Regions from separate parts of the Zea mays genome. Here regions 1 and 3 are each linked to region 2. A link is a contact called in public Hi-C data. All regions are on one chromosome and are shown on one strand. Each heading gives the region's core, a stretch centred on a gene start, on an enhancer-like site or on the middle of the called end of the contact. The rest is flanking DNA. Distances are from core to core; before and after follow the strand shown.

Region 1 (3,067 bases), core at 44-2,543, 680 kb after region 2:
CTGGTTAAAGTCGTCTATGCTTTTGATCAGTTACTCTCCAAATACACCAGCAAAAATGTCGTCCCACATGGTCGGCCAACAAAGCAACCCCGGTCACTCGCAAAGGCAATACTGCCGAATAAAACGACCCAAAAGGCGACATAACAAGTGTCGCATGTTCATCCAATGATGCCATGATACTTTTCACTAGCCTATCCATCGTCGACATATTGTTCTGTTCAAACATGGAGTAATGCGGCGATGAATCCATATTACATGTACAATCCCTTTGCTTATTTGGGTTTGGGGCACCTCGATTTTGATCCTATTGACCCATTGATCAAGCAGTCATTGCCGAGAAAGATGCAATCCTAAACGACCTTTATATATTAGAGCTTTATTAAATGATTACCTTATTAGATTGAAAAAGATGGTGATTTGCATCATGCTTAATTCATACTTCGGAAACAAAATAACTTGTGAGATCTATTGTTTCTCAAAGGGTGCTGATAGTACATATGCTTTTGGTTTGTCAGTATCCACCAAAGACAGGGGGCATGTGTTGAGCACCAGAATGGGAAGGCGGATGGTCCGGCCCTATACCCGAATGGTCTACGTTCCGGACGGTCCGCGCTTGAACAAAATCGGTTAGGGTTCCTGATTTCTTAGCAAACTCCGCGAGATTTGTTTAGGAACCGACTTGTAACTGATCCATACTTCCCTCTTATATAAACGAAGGGGTTCGATCGATTGACACACCTACAATCGATCCAATAAAATATATTTATCAAATTTACCTTATTTGCATTGTTCTTTCCATTCATTAGTAGTAGGAGTAATCTAGCTTTAGTTTAGCCCTAGTATTAGTCTTTTTCGACCTATTAGTTCATCTCTAAGTGACTCTACATCGCCTAAGGACATCCGGGTGTACTGTCGATCCCTGAGCACCTCTGGAACTCTCCTCGACGAGATCCATCTCGAGGGGCGAGTTCTAGAGTTCTTCGCGAAGAAGACCCTCTGCGCACATGTGGACCGTCCGATCCAGAGCGCGGACCGTCCGGCACGTGAGCAGAGGATACACGATCCTACCGTAGGGTCGCAGACACGTCCCGCCAATCGTCTACGCCACCGCAAAGAGCACAGTCATATGGTTCGCCCTCTTTCCTACTCATGCATCTTAACCTTCTAGCTGAATTTTGACGATAGGCCCGAACTTTCCGCCATGGAATCTACATTACGTCATAAATTCACCCGATCCAATTGAGCGGTGCCTTGCATATCCTGCATCAAATGGAAGCTGTCGATTCCGGGGTGAATTTTGTCTGACCAGGTTGCCATTCTGTGTCGCAAACTCGCAACCAATCCGTACCGGAATCACGGGAGATGTGGACGTGCCCAGATGAAATTCCAGCGGTAGATGCCAACCTTGTGTCCGGCGACCGGCGTGCTCCGGTTGCCGGGGCTGGGTGGGCAACACACAAATCTAGTGCCTGGCACCTGGCAGCAACGGCGGAGAGACGATGCGCGCCAGGTAGATCCTCAGCACGGTCTGAAATCTGCAAGGAGGTGGGGGCGAAAGCATGCGCTACTATGCTAGAAGCTCCTCATCCCGGTCGGTAAACGCCACTGCCGCCGCGAGCTCACCTCCGACGGGACGGAACGAAGCCGCTGCCACCCGAGGGAACCGCGTCGACCAATCCCACCCTAACGACATCGCCTCAGCACCAGCAAGCTGGCCACACCAATCCCCCGGCCTCGCGCCCCTCGAGCCCCCGATCCAAATGGTGCAGGCGGACCAGTAGCGGCGCCCACCGCGCCGCCAATTGGCACTGCGGCCGCCACTACGTCCGAAAAACTCGCGATCGTGGGACCTCCGATCCCGTCCCATGGTCCCGCCGGCCTGTCCGTGCCTTCCCAAGTTCCTAGCACCACCGCCGCGCGCCGCGCCGGTGCCGAGGGAGCGGCAGCAGTAACCGGCAGGCGAATTTGAATCCAGCTGCGCGGCGGGGCGAACTCGCTCTCATGCGCAGGCGTGGCTTGGCGTTCAGCGTCGGCCCCAACCGCGGCCGACCCTCGTGCGCCGGGGCTACGACCGTTCGGGGCCCTCCCTGCCTCCACGCGGAAGCTCTTCTTCCTCCCTCAAGACGCGAACCCCGTTGCCTCTCGGGTCATCTTCGCCACACCGTCCTGCCCGGACCGCCGTGGCGCTCTGCCTCGATCTACCAAATCCATGGCTCGGCACGAGGATGCGGACGCAGAACAATCACTTCCATCCGCCAGCGCGTTGTCTCGCCGTCGGATCGCGGGATGGGAGATACGAAACCAACCAGGTAATCAACTGGCTAACATTTCCTTCCCCCTACTGGATCAACTTAATTTGTGTAAGCTCGCATCGTGCAGCTTGCCGATCATTCGATCAATTGGTTGTGTGTATTTATCTATCTGGCTGTCCAAATTTGTATGCGTAAGCTCCCCGCACGTTCTAACGCATGCAGAGTTGCGGACTGTCGTGGCACAAAGTGTCTTACTGGGAATTCTTGACGGAACACTTATATTTTTACAAGGTTTGAAACAAAGTGTCTTAGGCAAGGGATAAAATACTCTTACTATTCAAAATTGAATAATAAGAGGGGTTTTATTCTCTTCAGGGCTGATTTGATGACCAGGGATCACGGGAATTGAGGGGGAAATGAACTAATTTTTTCCTCAATCCCTCCAATCCCCCCGTCATCTGCATCTAGATCGGAGGTGATTGAGGGAGATTAAATTTCTTGTATTCAATTTTGGATAGCAAGAGATTTAATTTTCTCCGATCCCTTTCAATCCACTCTAACAGAACAAGCACTCAATCTCTTTGTTCTCAAACACGCCTTTAAATCTTTAATGAGAATTCTTGAAGGACCAGTGTTCCATACATTACATGTTCATGTTGCGAGTTTGCGAATGGCTGACTGTGCTAACTGCTAAGAATGACCCTTCAGAACAGCATCAAGAGCGGGATAGAAACGGAACATATTGACCACTCGTGATGAGAAATAATATATGCTGCTAATTACTGGAACAAGCACAATCTGCAGCTATGTTGCAA
Region 2 (2,800 bases), core at 51-2,550:
AAACTAATCGGTTATAAAATCTTGATATTTGATAAACTCATCTTCTGAAGATAACATATGTTAAACTGGAATGGACATGCCTGAAAGACAATTCTTACCATGATAGTGAAAGATTTGCAACCCCCCACCCCAAGGTGTCACGCCATCCTGTGCATACACCGGAGGCCACAATGACTATCCTGTCATCTCCAACTAGTGAAATGATACGCAGGAGCAGCTCCATGGGGAGGTCTTTCCAATTCGTGAAGCTCGTTTCATTGCCAGCATCCTGAGGCTGTCGACTCTGGTCACCTCCAGAAACCATAAGAGTATCGAACGAATTGTTCAATTCCCCAGTGGGCTGCTGTGCACTATCCATTTTAAAATTATCCGAGTGCAGAGCCAGTCTTTTTCTGAGAATCGAAAAGGCAACTTAACCTGCAATCATTAGAATACGAATGAATAGACATACACTGACTTGTAAGTCTCATAGAATCATTTACAAATAATGTCTTTGTACAGCTGTAAAAGTCTGTCTAGTAATTAGAACTGAACTTGTCATAGAAACATTTATACAATCAGCAATACGCACAGGAGATCATAGTAAAATTCCCAACTCTGAAATCGAGGCAATGGGAACGTGAACATCAATACATCATTTCATTGTTAAGGTGGCAATTAACGCCTATCTACAACACAAACCAAAAAGGCACAGCGCAAACACGCAGATGCAAGTTAACAGCACTACAGGTTAAGGACAAGATCAAGAATATAAACAACTACTTCTTTAGATCATCAGGAGAGAAATACCAAAAGTACCCAAACGAAACGCACACAGAGTGTGTGTTTCGTCGCAGTCGGCAATCTTTTTCTTCTTTGGATGGATTTGTAACAGCCAAACTACTTCGAAGAAGTATGAAACGCATCTAGTAAAATGCGGAAGAAGCGGCAAGTATAAAAGCAGCACGACCTATACTAGGTGCCGAACATTTCTTTTTTGGTAAAGCATCGGAATTTCCGGCAAAAACATCGGAGGCGTGCTTTACAACGCAAAGCTTAACAAACCAGCACATAGCAAACTGCAAACCAACGTTCCGATGAATCGAGAGGCATGGTGAAGTAAATCCTCCATGGCATCGATAAATCCCAAATCTCTGGGGATGGGATGAATGGTGAAAAATCCGGCGCGGGTAGTATGCATCTACTCATTGAAGGGACCCACACCCACTGCAAGTATCGGGTTGGAAGGAATATCCGAGAAAATAACTCCAGATCACCCGGGAGCTGCAGTAGCTTTCGCGCACAGACAGCCACAGAAAAGACGACGATACTACGGGTGAAAAGGCCCCGAGATTCAACGGGGAAACCCTAAGAACCACAAAAAGAATCTATAGCCTCAGAAGGCGATGTCGGTACCAGGAGCAGGACAGCGCGCTCAGGAATCCCGAATCGAAACCAAGCGATCTGAACTTCCATTTATGCAGTACAGAAAAAAAAGACGCTAACTTTCGGCTTACCTAGTCCGAGAAGCGAAGCAAATCGCGGCGAAGGGCCCCAAAGATGGTTTTTAGTCGCAGTTGTGAACTGCGACTGCCTTGGGACGGAGGAGGACGGGGGTGATAAATAGCAAGCGCAACGCAGGACACGCGACGGGAGGCTCGAGGAGGGGGACGGGGGTTACGTGGCGTGCGGGTGGCGGGGCCGGGCTGCCCGGGCACGTGTGCGGTGGAGTCGGCTGGCGACCGGGACCGGGATTTTTATCCCGCTTGTTTGCGCTTCTTGGCTTCTCCGGAAGTCCGGATGCGGGGACGGGAAAACGGGAGGAGTGCGCCGTCCGGACCCGCAGCCGCGCGATTCGACCTGGTCTGGAGGAAAACGTCTGGAAGGCCTCGGTTCCTCCTCTGCTGGCTGCCACTCGATTTTGGCCCTTTGGGCCGAGCTCGGGCCCCGGCTCGGAATGGACACACGCACTACTGCTATTGTTTTTATTTCTGCTTTTAACCTACATTCATGTTCCGTGAAAACTTAAGCGTAGCATTTTATGTTATTATAGGGGTTATTTGGGATGACTCTAGGTTCCAGCTCTAATGTAGAGTATCAATTTAATTAGGTTTAAAAATATTTTTACTTTAAATAATAAATAAAATGGCTTATCTAAGGATGTGTTTGGTTGTGCGACTGCTAAGGACCGGCAAGACAGAGACGTTCCATGACGTCATCTTCTGTCTTTCCAATTTTGAGGGACAACTAGAGACAAAACTGGGATAGTTTTGTTCCAATCTCTCACCCTGAACCAAACAACATCATTTAAGAGATCATTTTATATTATCTCGTTCTGTCATTACAACCAAACGCATCCTAAATGTCTTCTAAAGGTTCACAACTCCATGATTTTCTAAAGCAACTAATGACCTGCTCTACCAATTCCATCAAATTTTCTAGAGCTGGAGTTGTCCCAAACACCCATAGTATACTCCCTCCGTTTCGGTTTCTATTTCAGTTGGTTTTTTTACTCTAAATTGGATTGGCTCGCCTTGTTAAAAAATTATAATTATTACTCTCTCCATTCCAAGATATAGTTATTTTTAGCCTTTTTTCCTCCAACATTCAAATACATGATAACGAATGTGGATATATTGTCGGGGATAAGATCTCGGTCCCTGAGACCCATCGGTCAGCGAGCGGGCTAGGGAAAACCTCTGGCGACTGGGGCCTGTTGGTCAGCAAGATGAGAAAGAAAATGCCTGCCCTAGAAGCATGCGCCCCCAGACAAAAACCGTGGCACTGAACCCGGGGTCGGCATGGAGGAGCTAACAGGGGG
Region 3 (2,880 bases), core at 115-2,614, 570 kb after region 2:
GATAGTGATTCCCAATTCATGAATGAAGATGGCGAGCTGTGAAGAAATCTTACAAATGTGTGTTTGATGTCATGAAGACATTGAAGACCTTATATTGTGTCCATGTGTGTGTGTCGGTGTGTGAGTGTGACTATAAGTCTATTACTCTGTTAACTGTTATTGTGTATGGACTGAATTTATGTGGGCAGAGTGAGTGTAAGTTTACTTGTTGGATACTTGGATTTGGAATTGTGCTATGTGCTCATGTACTATTGTGGACTTATTTTATTTTCATGTTGTTCAATGGCTATGTGGTCAACTGGTCATGTAATCATGTGGTGATGTGGACTTATTTTCCGGTTAATTTTTCCGTTGAGGTAATTTCCGTTCGTTTTCGGTTAATTTTCGGCCGTTTTGGTTCGTTTCCGTAAACCCGTATAACCCGAACCCGTTTCCGCCCGTGGTTGTTCCGCTCCCGCTCCCATTTCCGATGAAGAATTGCGGGAGCGGAAACGGAAGAAGGGTTTTTCCGTCCGTTTCCGTCCGTTTTCATCGCTACTTCCGGTTCAGAAAACCACGACATATTGCATGTTTGAATTGTAGCAAAAAATCATGTTTCTTGGATCATGTATAGTTGAGTTATAGATTTATCTAGGTTTATGTTTTAACTAACTAGTTTTTAAATCTGTAACCGAGTCATACGTGATCCAATGAGCATGAAAAATTTAACGGACTCAGCATGTGTAGATCTATATAGTGAATATATGATATAATACGTTTTAGTACAAGATAGCTTTAGATCTATATATTTCTATTATTAATTCATAGTTGTAATTTTCTGTGGTCCAATTTTGATGAAATCTTTATGGTGAACTAATAGTTACATGCATGCTCGAGATGTAGTAAAATTTTGATGCTGATATATGGTTGAGTTATAGATTTTTATATGTTTCAAAACCCTAAAATCTAAGCCCATTCTATATGGTACAATGACCATAATTTTTTCACTACATCTCATCTCAACATGCAATAATTAGCTCGCCATATTTTCTTTTTATCATAACTGGCCACAAAAACTGTTGCTATAAATTACTTATAGAAAAACATAGTTTTAAATGTACTAAAACATACCATATCATATACCATGTAATATGAGCTAGCATAATTGAATTTTATATATTATGATTGCTGTATAATCTACTATATTCTTTTAAAAAATAAACTAAAATAAAGGGAGAGAAAAACTGTCTTTTGCTACAGCTGAGCTAGAAAAGGAACCTTTTTCCGCGCGTTATTCTTCTTCTTGTATTCGAAAGCCCAAGCCCAACTGATAAAAGGCCCATGCTCAAGCGATAAGACGAGAATAAACAACCACCGATCCCCCAGGGCCCAGGCCCACGCGCACACATTCTGATTCCGAAGGCAAGGGCGTGTACATGGCGGTGAGACGAGGAGCCAAAACCCAACGGCGACGAGAAATCCACGGCGGCTAGTTCACCCCATCCGGCGCGAGCGACTCCCTCCGCCTGCACCAAAAACGAGGGCGTTTTCGTGTCCCCTCCTCCAAACTCCGGAGCCCACATCCTCCAGTCCCCACTCACCTGCGCCACTCCCCACCACGCTCCTCAAAACCCTAGGTCCTTCGATCTAATGCCGTGAGCTCTCGAATTCTCAATTCCCCCAGCCTCTCCATGGAAGACCCCGTGGCGGTACCCTCCTCGTCCTTGACCGACCCTGCCGCTGCCGCCGCAGCTAGGGTTCCGGGTGCGGTGGCAGCAGCCCCTGGCGTCACCTCTGCGCCGTCCGCTCTCGCTCCGACGCAGCCGCCTGCCACCGCGGCCGCGGTCTCTGAAGCCGCGACGCCGTGCCAGAGGCAGCTGTTCACAGTGGAGCTGCGGCCAGGGGAGACCACAATCGTGTCGTGGAAGAAGCTTCTCAAGGAGGCCGGGCACACCGCCGCGGCACCGCCAGTGGCGGTGGAGCCAGCGTTCGCCGCACATGCGGGCCCATCTGGTCCGGTAAGCAGTCATCTTGCTGTTGTTGCTTGTTGGTTGGTTACCTGCTGCATCGCTGTAATCTGTGCGCTACCTAGCTTAGCTTTGAAAATAGAAGGATTCTCTGCAGACTGAGGGTAAGATCTGCAAGATGTAACGTGAGGACCGTTTTGTGTTTGGTAGGTAGCAACACGTACATCCCTCATAAAAAGCATACCTTTAGGGAACCTGTTTGTAGTGATGACGATGACAACATCGATGTTCTTAATCGCTATGAACACAGTGTGGTTGTATTCCATTGTTGGGTTGAGCTATGTATGTATATATTTTTTATGTTAGGTACCTGTGCTGTATCATGCAGAGATGTTCTACAGTGAGTATTAGTTCCTCTCTCTTGTAATCTGCCAAAATCTTGAAAGTATATAGGCCCAAATCAACGAAATATCACCCTGATGAATTGTTGTACATGACTACATGTTCATGCCAAAACCTTGTCATTCTTGAACATGACGCTCTTAACACCCAAGTATTTCAGTCTGAGAAGTATGTTAAAATAGTGGAATCCACTGAATTTCTTTACATTCAAGAAGCGTCGTATTTAACATCTAGTTTGTTTTATCTTTTGAATCAGGCACATCCTGCAGAAAATGACCCAAAGGATCCAACACAGCCAAATCGGTTCAATGCAGTGATTGAAAAAATAGAGCGCCTTTACATGGTAGTAAACGTCGTGCTGCATTTGATCCCATGTTCACCATGGATGATGTTTTGACTACATGTACAAATTCTCAGGGAAAACATAGCAGCGATGAAGAGGATCTTAATGATGTACCAGATGATGATCAGTATGACACTGAGGATTCTTTCATTGATGATGCCGAATTGGTTAGTTATATTCAAACTATTA

The links. Hi-C and Micro-C count contacts between places; a contact is called where the count stands out from the background.
Region 1: a Hi-C map of tassel shows a contact between it and region 2, with 1.9 times the contacts expected there. The contact joins the promoter of LOC103650916 here to the promoter of LOC100274332 in region 2. A contact is called at or near these places in 2 of 25 Hi-C or Micro-C datasets (ear and tassel).
Region 3: a Hi-C map of endosperm shows a contact between it and region 2, with 2.8 times the contacts expected there. The contact joins the promoter of LOC103650918 here to the promoter of LOC100274332 in region 2. A contact is called at or near these places in 3 of 25 Hi-C or Micro-C datasets (ear, endosperm and tassel).

Annotation. Positions count from the first base shown.
Region 1 is chr3:175,681,640-175,684,706 of Zm-B73-REFERENCE-NAM-5.0, reverse strand. LOC103650916 (PHD finger protein EHD3) reads left to right here and starts at 1,293. Exons shown (of 4, transcript XM_035966364.1): 1 at 1,293-2,309. It overlaps LOC103650917 (a long non-coding RNA gene), which reads right to left. Exons shown (of 3, transcript XR_564478.2): 3 at 2,833-3,067.
Region 2 is chr3:176,359,926-176,362,725 of Zm-B73-REFERENCE-NAM-5.0, reverse strand. LOC100274332 reads right to left here and starts at 1,300. Exons shown (of 4, transcript NM_001148693.1): 1 at 99-1,300. The coding sequence starts at 358.
Region 3 is chr3:175,788,502-175,791,381 of Zm-B73-REFERENCE-NAM-5.0, reverse strand. LOC103650918 (ubinuclein-1) reads left to right here and starts at 1,364. Exons shown (of 13, transcript XM_020550403.1): 1 at 1,364-1,997; 2 at 2,605-2,691; 3 at 2,766-2,858. The coding sequence starts at 1,671.